Linked DNA regions of Gasterosteus aculeatus: region 2 is linked to region 1. The links are chromatin contacts, called in public Hi-C maps. All regions are on one chromosome and are shown on one strand. Each heading gives the region's core, a stretch centred on a gene start, on an enhancer-like site or on the middle of the called end of the contact. The rest is flanking DNA. Distances are from core to core; before and after follow the strand shown. Region 1 overlaps arid1ab (AT-rich interactive domain 1Ab). Region 2 has its middle 10 kb from the start of arid1ab.

Region 1 (5,408 bases), core at 1,640-4,139:
CATTAAAATATAGCTTAGATGATGTATGTAGGCAAGTTACCTCAAGAAGAAATGTACCCCGGAGTCCGTCTGGCCGTTCCAGCAATGCAGAGTGCGTAGAAATGGCGCTGAAGTGGAGTTGAAAAGTTCAATCTTCTAACGTTGTGTTTTTTTTAACACTGCCACACTTCTGCCCTTCTCTCATGTCTGTCTCTTTCCTTCTGTCTCTCTCTATATCCCTCAATCTGTCTCCCTTTCTCCGTCTGTCTCTCTCTCAATCTGTCTCTCTGTCTCTGTATCTCTCAAACTGTCTTTCCACAAAAATCTGAATGATTAATATACCCATTAATATACGCATGTTACCCATGTTAACTTTTCCACGGTATATTTCTGTTATTAGCACAATGGTTAATACACTTACAGTGGTGACTGTATTTATATTAGAGTATTTCTGTAATCAGCACAGTGGAAAATGTAACCTTGACTTAATAGTTTTTTTACAGATAATCTTGCAAACATTGCAGTATTGCCTGTTATATATATTCAGTACAATCTTTTGTGCAATTAACAGTTCTAAACTGTATTTTGCACAAATAATAAATACAAAGAATACAGGACCTGCTGTGAATGCCATAATACGTTATATTTCCATTTGCAGCAAAATAGTCCGTACATTTAACAGTAACAAAATGTATTTTTAAATAGTAATATAGTAACACTACGGTATTGAGTGTTCATATTACGGTGTATTACCATCACTAGTACAATTTTTAGTGCAATTAACAATGACCAACTGTATCCTTTACAAATAATAAATGCAAAAATAACAGGGCTGGCTGTTACATTGAAAATATGTTATATTTCGATTGTCAGCACAGTAGTCCGTACATTTAACAGGGACAGATTGTATTTTTTTTAAGTTATGAATGTAAAAATTACGGTACAGAGTGTGTTTCATAATGTATAACAGTGTATTTCCGTTATCGGTACACTGTTTAGTACAATTAACAGTGAGAAAATGTATTTCTTACAAGAAATAGATAGACGGCTTGCGCTGATATATACATATACAGTATTTCAATGTGATAGAAACAGAAGATGACCTATTTTTAATCAACAGTCTTTTACTGTTGCGATTTAACAGTTTATTACCGTAAAATCTACATACTTTTTTTACAGTGTATCTATAAGCATACCATGTAACAACATTAAATCTTGAAGTATAACATTTGGTTTCATCTTTTCTGTCCACTGATCCGTCCAATTATTGTTGTGCGTATTTACTGACATTTACAGTTAATCTGATGGATAATTTGGCCAGTTTCTCAGATTGGAAGATGACATGGTTGTATTTACAGTTTAGCAGCTCCTGTTCAGTAAAGAAACAAGCTCTCTGAAGACACTAGGACCGCAGAGAGCCTTCACATCTTCCGCCACAAACTAAAGACACACCTCTTCAGACTCTACCTCGACTAAAAGAATAACAAATTGCAGCACTTAGATTGTACTTATAACGACACACATCTATAGCAAATTGTAAATTGGCTTATTTGAGGAAATTGCACTTTCTTGTTTCTTGTTCTTCTGAGTTTGTACCCCTATGGTTGAATGCACTTATTGTAAGTCGCTTTGGATAAAAGCGTCAACTCAATGACATGTAATGTAATGTAATGTAATGTAAAGGCAGCTGACAGCTGATGCATGTTTGTCATACATGACACACTTGACTATTTGGTTGAATTGGTATTTAACAAGTTCTTTAATTATTGGCTTTGTCATTTTTAAATGCACGCACCGTCCTTTTGGGTCCAAGGACAAGGCATGGCACCCGAGTCTTCGGAGTGCCGTCAATTTGTCTCCCTCGTTTGCTAATCAGCTGAGCGAAACAACCTTAAATAAAGGCTATGGAGCAAAGACAAAGAGTTCGTAATAAAATAGCTTGGGTAAGTAAGCCCGTGTTCTCTGCAAGATTGTAAATCATCCACGTAGGAAGTATAAAGTACGGGAGTGGGGGGGATTCACTGGGTTTATGAGAAATCATAAAGAATGCCCAAAGTCAAGGAAGGCAAAAGGCAGGCTGTCAGGTGACATGCGTCCGGTAGCGGTCCATTAGAGTAGTCAAAACTCACCCCTCAGATAAAAGATGTTAATAATACTTTTAATGACAAAATTACAGATGGACTACAAGGAAGCATCTTCGATGCCTTCATGTGTTGTTACAGTGCTGAGACATGCAGATGAAACACACAACCAGGTTCATAGTATTTGTTGCCAAAGTGGCAAACGGTTACTCACATGATCTGTGTTTCTCTGTCGAGATTGTTAATTCAGGTGAACGGATGAAGGGTAGAACATGTTATTGGTTTAAAATAATTCATGGGAAAAAAAGTTAAAATTTGTTAGGTGGAAAAATGTCATGGATAGCGTTGTAAATCATCCACGCAAGACTGGATGTTGATGCCAATTTTTCAGGAGGCAGTACAAAGTACGGTAGTGGGGGAAGATTCACTGGGTTTACGAGAAATCATAAAGAATGCCCAAAGCCGAGGAACATAAGCAAGAGGCTTGCTGTCAAGTGACATGTGTCCGGTAGCAGTCCACACCACAGGTAGAGGCAGTGGGGGTGGAGGGGAGGGGGGGCAGCTCACAAATGCTGACACATGAGTCCATGTTTCGGAACACCTAAGTATCTTTGTGTTCACTGAATTTCCTGAAAATGTATCACGTGATGACATATATATGATTAATTCATTTCAATCATTTTCTTGCGCTAGAAACTAAACTAACAAACTAAAAGTGATGCAGTCAATATTTTACTTTATTCTTTTTTTATTGAAAAAGGTGCTTTGCGTTATTCAGAACTTCATTGGTTATATGAAGTGTCAGTCACCAGCACATTCGTTTGCAACTGTCTTTTTACGAAAGAAAAAGGGCAGGCACCTTCTGCACAGTGCGGACTCTCATTGGCTGTTGAACTTTGAGGGAAAGACATCGGGGCTGCTATTGGCACAGAGACTTGTGAATAAAAATGTCATGGAAAAAAGAAAAAACATGTTGATTGAAAAAACATGGGTGGCAAATTTTCATGGAATAAAAAGTCAAAAAAGTGATGCCAAAATTGCATAAAAGTGGGCCAAAATATTTAATATTTATATAAGAAATGCCATGGAAAAAAAATATTTTAAAAATGTAGTTGGAAAATGTCATAAAAAACTAATGAATTCAACTAATGTTGGTATTGTATGATGAAAGAAATTTAATAATTCAGCTTCAATAAAAAGTCTAAGCCCTGCATGGACCCGCTGTAATGAGATGTTCTGACCAGACGAGAGCGCCATTTGTTCACAGCAAAAAAAAAGAACCTTCTTCAGAACAAGTTGAAACTATTTACATACAATTCATTTGTTAATATAATTAATATTGCATAACAGAGTATACATGGAAACATAGAGGAATACATTTCCTGGGCCCATGCGCTCAGTCAATTACTATAATTATGTATGTGCTGTACGCTGCTTATGGTTGTATAGACATTGTCATGTGACGCACGACTAATTTCACAACCTAATGAGGCAAATCTCAGTGATCACCCACTGTGGCTTGAGCAGAAATCAATATGGGAACTTACCGTGTATTAACAATGTTCGATTGAATGGATATTGGAAACAACTTGTAGGGGGGTCAATGAAAGTGAAACTGGGAGGGGGGGTTCTACAGCACCTGTGCGGAGCAGACGTGGCAGGTAGATTCCACTGATCATTTCTAGATGCAGCTGCACGGGGGCTGAATGCGCGCTCACTAAAGTCCCAATGTCAGAAGCCAATTAGAAGGAGAAGCATTCGAGTGCTTGTAGTGGAATAATCCTTCTAACAAAAATCTATTCGATAGCAGAGCCCCCCCAAATATCCTCCAGAGTATTCAGAGTGAAAATCCCCTCAGAGAGGCCTCACATATGAGCAGAAAGCAAATATTTCATAGACAATATTCAAATGACATGAAAGCCAGGCTGCCTGCCACATTCTTTTACTTTTATAAAAACTATGAAATGTTTCTGCATTTATGGACAGAAAGTTTAAACTGTGTCCTTGATGCTGGATTATTTAAGATTCGGCTAAAAGCATTTTACTGTTTTTAGCTGTGTTTCTACACAGAATCTGTTTTTACCACTACGATACAATTGAGTTATCTACATTTTTCTATCCTACTTGTGACTGTACTCGTAACAGTTCTTTAGCGATGGTACGTTACTTTGGTCCAGACTGAAATATCTCAACTATCTGATGGATTCGCATAAAATGTAGTAGACCTTTATGTTCACTTATGTATCACAAAAATCAGTCTCTGTATTTGGCCAACATTTGACTTTGACCGGTAAACATGCTACACTAAGGGCTAATGGCACTAACCGGCTACTCACAAGATTTTATATTTCTAAATGTTGAAGTGAAAAGAGAAAAGGTGAAATGTACCTTGTTCTATTTTGATGCTTTGGCAACATTTAGTTTTCTGAAACTTTAATGCCAATAAAGCCATATAGTGAACTTTGTGCCAACTGTTAGCATGCTAACACGCTACCCGTTGTACCTGATCAACATGTTGCCATAAGGTCAAAATAAAAAGGTACTATATGAATGCATGTTTCTAACCGTAATCTCAACAATGCAAGAAGGCTTCTTTCAGGAGTGAAGAAGTGTATAGGAACGCCGTCATCAACTTGACGTCATAGTTTATTAGTTTTCATCTTACATTTACAAAAGAGATCTTAATCTCAGCGAGACTTCCGGAATAAATAAAGCTCAGCGGCGTGAAGCCACATCAAGCTGTGTTTGAAAGTTTTTGGTGCCACATTTAGACATGCTGGCTATTTTGTCTCTTCACTGAGGACTATAAAACTTTCTCATGCAACCTCCTGGGGGTGAAACGGATGTTTTATGCCTCCCGAATTAGTACCTCTCCCACTGCTCGAAATGAAGCAAATAGAGCTTCCATCACAATATCACAAATTCAATTCAGAGGCAATATTCAGATGATTAGGGAGAAAATAAAATAAAAGGAATATATCAAAAACTACAATAACCTCCATTTGGATGCATGACTCCGCCGGTCAGTCCTGGATTTTACTTCCATACCTGCCGAAACCACGTAGGGGTATTTTGCAATGTGATTTTCTGGATTTGTTTTAGATTCCGTCACTCACATTTGAAGAGTATGATAAAAATGACAGACCCCCACATGCTTTGTAGGGTGGAAAACCAGCAAAATGTGAACCTAATGAAAATGTCGTGATTCTATTTATTGCTGTTTCAACGACGTACGAGGGTTATCATAAAGAATTTGAAAAAATACACAGCAAACGTCTTACGAAGATTTAATGTACATTTATTCTTAACACGTGGAACATATAGTATAAAGATTTCATACTGAATAAA
Region 2 (5,408 bases), core at 2,141-4,640, 55 kb after region 1:
TGATATCCCCCGTTTGATAACAGCAGGCGCCACATACGCAATCCCCACTGAGGCTGTTCCCATAAAAAGGGCTCGAGGAACAGTCAGAGACAATAGGCAGAAAGGAGAGACATTTACCGAAGAATATAGCTTAAGTAATTTATTCTGCCTCATTTTAACCTGCCAGAGAGCCTATTTTAAGAGAATATAAAAATGGGCGGGGGGGGGGGAGGGAGTTGCTGAAAACAATGCATTTTAAAAGAGGCTCTTCCCCCCAGTGTGCCTTTATCTGTCGGTCAAACCCGGCAACGTAAACACATATTAAGGGGGGGAGACAGAGGGGTTTCCATAGCCACAGCTTTAAATGGCACTGCCGTGCAGCACACAGCACACCGACCCCCCTCCTCCTTTGCAACACTGTTTATTTGCTGTTGTGTTGGAAGAATTCAGGTTGTGCAGAAAGCGCTGATAGTGAGGCTCGGCTTCCGCTGCAAGAGAGAGAAGAGAGAGACGGAGGAGGGCCGAGCCCGCTGAGGGAGGGAGGGAAGGAAGAAAAAAACAAAAACATACAAGGCCGGTTATGCAGAAACACCGATTTAATGTAAGGCTTGGCTCTGTGTTATAAGCAGCGGAGGGAGGAAAAAGCCGGTGTGGACTGGCAGGAAGAGGGAGACCGAGAGCAGAGGAACAGGAAGCCGTCTCGTCCCGTCCCCCCCCCCCCGGCCTGCCCCCGCAGACCGAGCACTCAGATTAGCTGTTGGAGGGACTCGGTCGTGTAGATGTCCTGGGGCCTGCACCCACACCGGACCCTCTCTCCCTGCACGGGGGAGCACGGTACCCCCGCTACCCCCCTCGATGAAGCAGCCACCGCCCCCTCTTTGGATAAACAGTGCTATAACACAGTGAATTAGCAGCACGAACCCTGGGGAAATCAGGTCTCCCTACAATAAACCCCCCCCTCATACCTCCACCCACCACCGACTATCCCTGATTTTTATGTTTTCAAGCTCAATAACACATTTATTATTAAATATTGTTTACTGGAATCCCATGCACGTTGGGTTGTGATTTCAAATGTGCCCCCCCCCCCCCCTCTCCACCCACCTTTTGGATGAATTCATTACGTTACATGATATTTCATAAGCAGTTATCGATTGTAGCCGTGGGCCACAGAATTTCAGCACAGTCTTTGATTTTGTAATCCGTGCAGAGGAATTATATTACAGCCTCAAATCCAAGACATAAAAAGCCTCCAGTTAATGTCATTTGTCCGGATATTTCACTTCTGGTGCGCTCGGTTCATCGGCCTCCGGGTGCAGCTGAGCTTCTCCCTCGGAGGTCTTTAGTCCGGCAAGACGTAAAACATCAAGCATGTAAGCAAGAGGCACATTTCATCTGCACAATGTGCTCCGTGAAACGGGAGGGGAAGCCATTCTTGCCGAGCCACAATAAAAGCTTTCTCCAACCCCCCCCCCCCCCCCCCCCCCCCCTGATTCTGTTTGTTCTGTCGTCTCTGCTGGAGACCAGGTAGGAACCCCTTAACTGTGGCTTCTCACCCGCCGCTTAATCTTACCCACAATCACATTCAGTGACAGCCGCACAAAAGCCGTCCGGCGAGCCCGACAAGGCTCCGCTATTATGTAACCACTGACAGCTGGGCTTTCAAGGGATGGGTGAACCCCCCCCACCCCCCACCCCCATCCGCGTGGCAGCACTTTGTGTCAACCAGACGTTGTAGTCAAGAAAGGGCCCGCGTGGAGAAAAGGCCATTATCAGGCCGGGCAGAAGCACACAGTCCCAATAATAAACACGCCGAGTGATGGAGTCCAAATCCAAAGCGGGCAGCCGCGACCCCAACATTTCCTCCGGATACCTCGTGGAATGTCACGATGTATCTGGGAACGGTTTGACATTTGGTGACAAACGCATCAGCGGCCCGTTAAAGCTTTATTAAAGACGATAATGCAGCCAAAAACAGGTATTTCTGTTAGAAATGATGGCGCTCTATGATGCAGAAATAGATGAGAGGATGTTTTTGGTTGCATTTCAACCAATTTCACCTAGATACAGATTCCCTGTGTCTTAAAAAAAAAAAAGTGTAAACAGGCACATGTGCGCGTGTGTTTGAAGTTTCTTCGCTCCAAAGGGGGCGACTTTCCCCCGTGGTTTTTCTTAATGTGTCACCTCTTTGAAAACGGTGGCACATGACACTGAACACAGAGGCCCCCAAATGTTTGATTAAACTGTGCATTGCCTCCCTTTAGGCCGACGTCTCCGACGGGTCTTTGATGCTCGTGAACACACAGCGGAGCCAAAAGACCCAGAATGGCAGGGGGACAATTGACAGACGGTGTGTTGGTTTTGCCACGCTTTCCCAATGATTCCCTGTTGTTTTAGAGAAGAATTGCTGCCAGTGGCGGCATTCCGGGGCAGCCAGTCTGGAGAGATTGTACAGGACGAGGGCCGCCGTCTAGATACGGTAGATCTAAACATGTCTGTGGTCACGCAGACCTGGCCTTCAACGGGCTCCTTTTAGCCCAAAATGGCTCTGGTTTTGTCATATCGCTGCCTGAGCATGCATTTAAACTGGAGTACACCATGCACAGCCAATGAGTAGCGCTTCTGTTTGTCCATACAAACCTGCAGCAACATATAGAAGTGGAACGAATTATTCAGATGAAGGTAGAAATTGAAACACGCAAACAAAAAAAAAAGTGAATTTATTGTCAAGAATTTGAAAAGAAAAGATAAATTGCGGCTTTTTCCAAAGCAGTTTGGCATTGAACTCAGAGCACCGAGCTGATTTGGGTCTTCATGTGGATTATCAACGAGTAAATATCTGTTTTTAGGTATATTTACTACATTATATGTGTTATAGCATATGGTAACGTCTTGCAAACCTTTCCACAACATCCCAACATGTCCGCCTGGCTGGTGCAGTTTTCAGAGGCGGATGCAGTGGTTGATTCGGACCTGACAAAACCTCCCGTTTTCATTTCTGTGGGGACTTTTGTGACTTCTTGTGAGTCCCTGTTAACCGCCCAACAGTTTAACCGGTTCCATCCTCCTCTTAGCTGATGTCTGGACTCTCACAGTTGAGGCAGAGATTGTCATGTCTAGATAGAGGTCATAGTACAGCAACCGCTCTCTAACACACGGGCACTTCATGAGCACCCACAGTGGCTAAAAACAGGAAAACGCTTTAAAATCGGAGACGATTTTACTGTTAATATTATCGTCAAACGCGTCTTTTGGGCCGAGGAAAACATTATCACACTTCTCTTTTATTATTCCACTTTTAAAATGTGTTTTTGCTTCAGATTAAAATCAAAATCCAGTCCGGTTCTTCCACGCAGCCCGAGCCTCAATTTACTGTGTGTGCTTTCAGCGCCGCACTACTCACTGGCAACCTTAAGGGTTCCTCCGCGGCTCACTTGCTTGTGCTTGTGTGTGACTCTTGTTTTACGGCACAAAACGACACGCCGAGCAACGCGTAACGTCGCGTAAAACCAACCACAATAGTTATTTCTGACTGTCTTTTCGAGGGCTATTCTCTAGGTTACGTTCCAACGCCGGAAGGCCAGGTTTAGGGAACTTGGGCGCACTATTTCGCCCCAGCTGTCCTCTCTTTCTAACGCATACAATACATTCCTGTGTTGTTCCGCGGTGTGATAAGGCCCTGCCTGCCTGCTGTTCCTGTAAACTCCCGCCTTGACTCAATGAGCGAGAGAGGCCCAGAGACATGGAGGGAGAACCGAGAGAGAGAGAGGAATAGCCCTATGAAGCAAGCAGGCCCACAGCACCCACACTGGAGTTCATATTCCATTTTAGAGCACGCGTCAAGTTTGCAGGGTATAATGAACACGGTTATCGCATCGCAAAATAATGACTCACACATTGCAGAGCGGAGAAATATCAATTCACTCCACAAAACTGCCGCCGTAACGAATGATTCCAAACTCTACGTCCACTCGATTACGCAGTAACTGACAATAATCGAGTGCCTGCTGCTTATACGCATGTACCCACAAAATGGTCCTTTATTAACAGGGAGATGTCATTTTTCATAGCGACATGAGCCATAATGTTAAATCGTAGTCATTGAGAGGAATCTTATTTAAATGCCCATTTTTTACAAAGTCAACATGCCCTTCAACTGACATTTATAGCTAAGCTGGAGCTATTTGGTGCTGAAATCATCTTATTTCTGACTAGTTCGATCAATTTAGGTGAGCTGTCAAAGATAATATATATATATATATAATAGAAAGAGACTCAAGATATTGAGTGTTCCACTTACATGTGTGTGTATCGTGACTTTTTCTTGTATTTTATCACCTTTGTTTTATTCCTATAACATCCCGGTTCATATCTAGTTCTGCTGCAGTGAATTTGTTGTAGCCTCCTCTTCTTGTGCTCCTTCTCGCGAGTGACCCGAAAGAAGCACCTCCTGGTCGGTTCTGCATCTTTAACCATCCGTTCATTCCTCACCGGGCCGCGAGCAGCAGCTCGGCGTGGTCGTGTGACGAGGACTGATGCTTTCGCAGTCAGGTTGCGTGCAAAAACCAAATTCCCCTGCCCCTAAGTGACAGTTTATGGTCTTTGATTTGGTTTGGCTGGAGATTGCCAGGCAACAAAACTACCCCGAGTCCTGAATAAAACAGCCATCTGTTCCACAGCCCGGTAAAACTGAATTAATTTGACACACCGGCTAATCCTGGAATTCAGCTTGAGATTGATTCTTTTTTAAGACCAAAATCCCAACTAGTTTACGTTGCAGAGCATATGAGATATGAGGTATGAGATTTGAGCGCATTGCTTCGTAACATCTTCACTCGACATGTTGCAACAACAAAAACAAAAAATGTGGGGGGGGGGGTGAATGAAACTTTGACATGACGAATGAAAAAATAAAGAAGAAGCCATTGTTTGTGCTGTAAAGCGGGTCACGGCGTGTAATCCCCTTGTCTCGGCTAAAAGCTGGCCGTTGCCCGCTCTCCGCCTAGACGCCGCCGCTCGGGACCAGAAGACCCTACAAATCTGCGATGGATCGCAGCGCACCCCGAGGAGTACGACTGATGACAGCCAAGGCAGAAAGCCGCGCATCGTGACTCCAGGTAGATGCAGCTGACCGGGGGGGGGCTTCGGCCGCCAGCGCCGGGCAGATTACCCCCGCCGGCCTTGACCCCCCGCGGCCCACCGAGGGCCGGGGCCCCTCCTACTTCGTGCCTGTTGAACCTACGTGGATGGTTTTACCCTCAGATCCGGGGAGCTCAAACAATGGCCATTGAGAGGGAGAGGTCAGGGGGGGCTTTTTGTATGGACCCGTGCTTGTGTCCCATTCTCCAAACCCACGGCTCAAGTCATGTAGCCCGGGCACAAGGCACACTTCTGGGCTCACACTAAATCAGCTTGATAAAAGGCGGGTG

Evidence for each region. A called contact is a pair of places that touch in the nucleus more often than the background predicts.
Region 2: a contact with region 1 is called in a Hi-C map of liver, with 7 times the contacts expected there. The contact joins two enhancer-like sites. A contact is called at or near these places in 6 of 6 Hi-C or Micro-C datasets (blood and trunk muscle, liver, skeletal muscle and 2 more).

What each region holds. Positions count from the first base shown.
Region 1 is chr10:13,798,537-13,803,944 of fGasAcu3.hap1.1, forward strand. It overlaps arid1ab (AT-rich interactive domain 1Ab), which reads right to left. Exons shown (of 20, transcript XM_078080863.1): 20 at 5,343-5,408. Among protein-coding and RNA genes, the nearest start is that of LOC120827085, 9.5 kb to the left of the region's middle. Within about 2 kb of position 2,890, at least 5 of the 9 cell types and tissues checked have open chromatin away from gene starts, as enhancers often do. A contact at or near this core is called in liver, where this site is marked.
Region 2 is chr10:13,852,746-13,858,153 of fGasAcu3.hap1.1, forward strand. No RefSeq gene overlaps it. Among protein-coding and RNA genes, the nearest start is that of arid1ab, 10 kb to the left of the region's middle. Within about 2 kb of position 3,391, at least 9 of the 9 cell types and tissues checked have open chromatin away from gene starts, as enhancers often do. A contact at or near this core is called in liver, where this site is marked.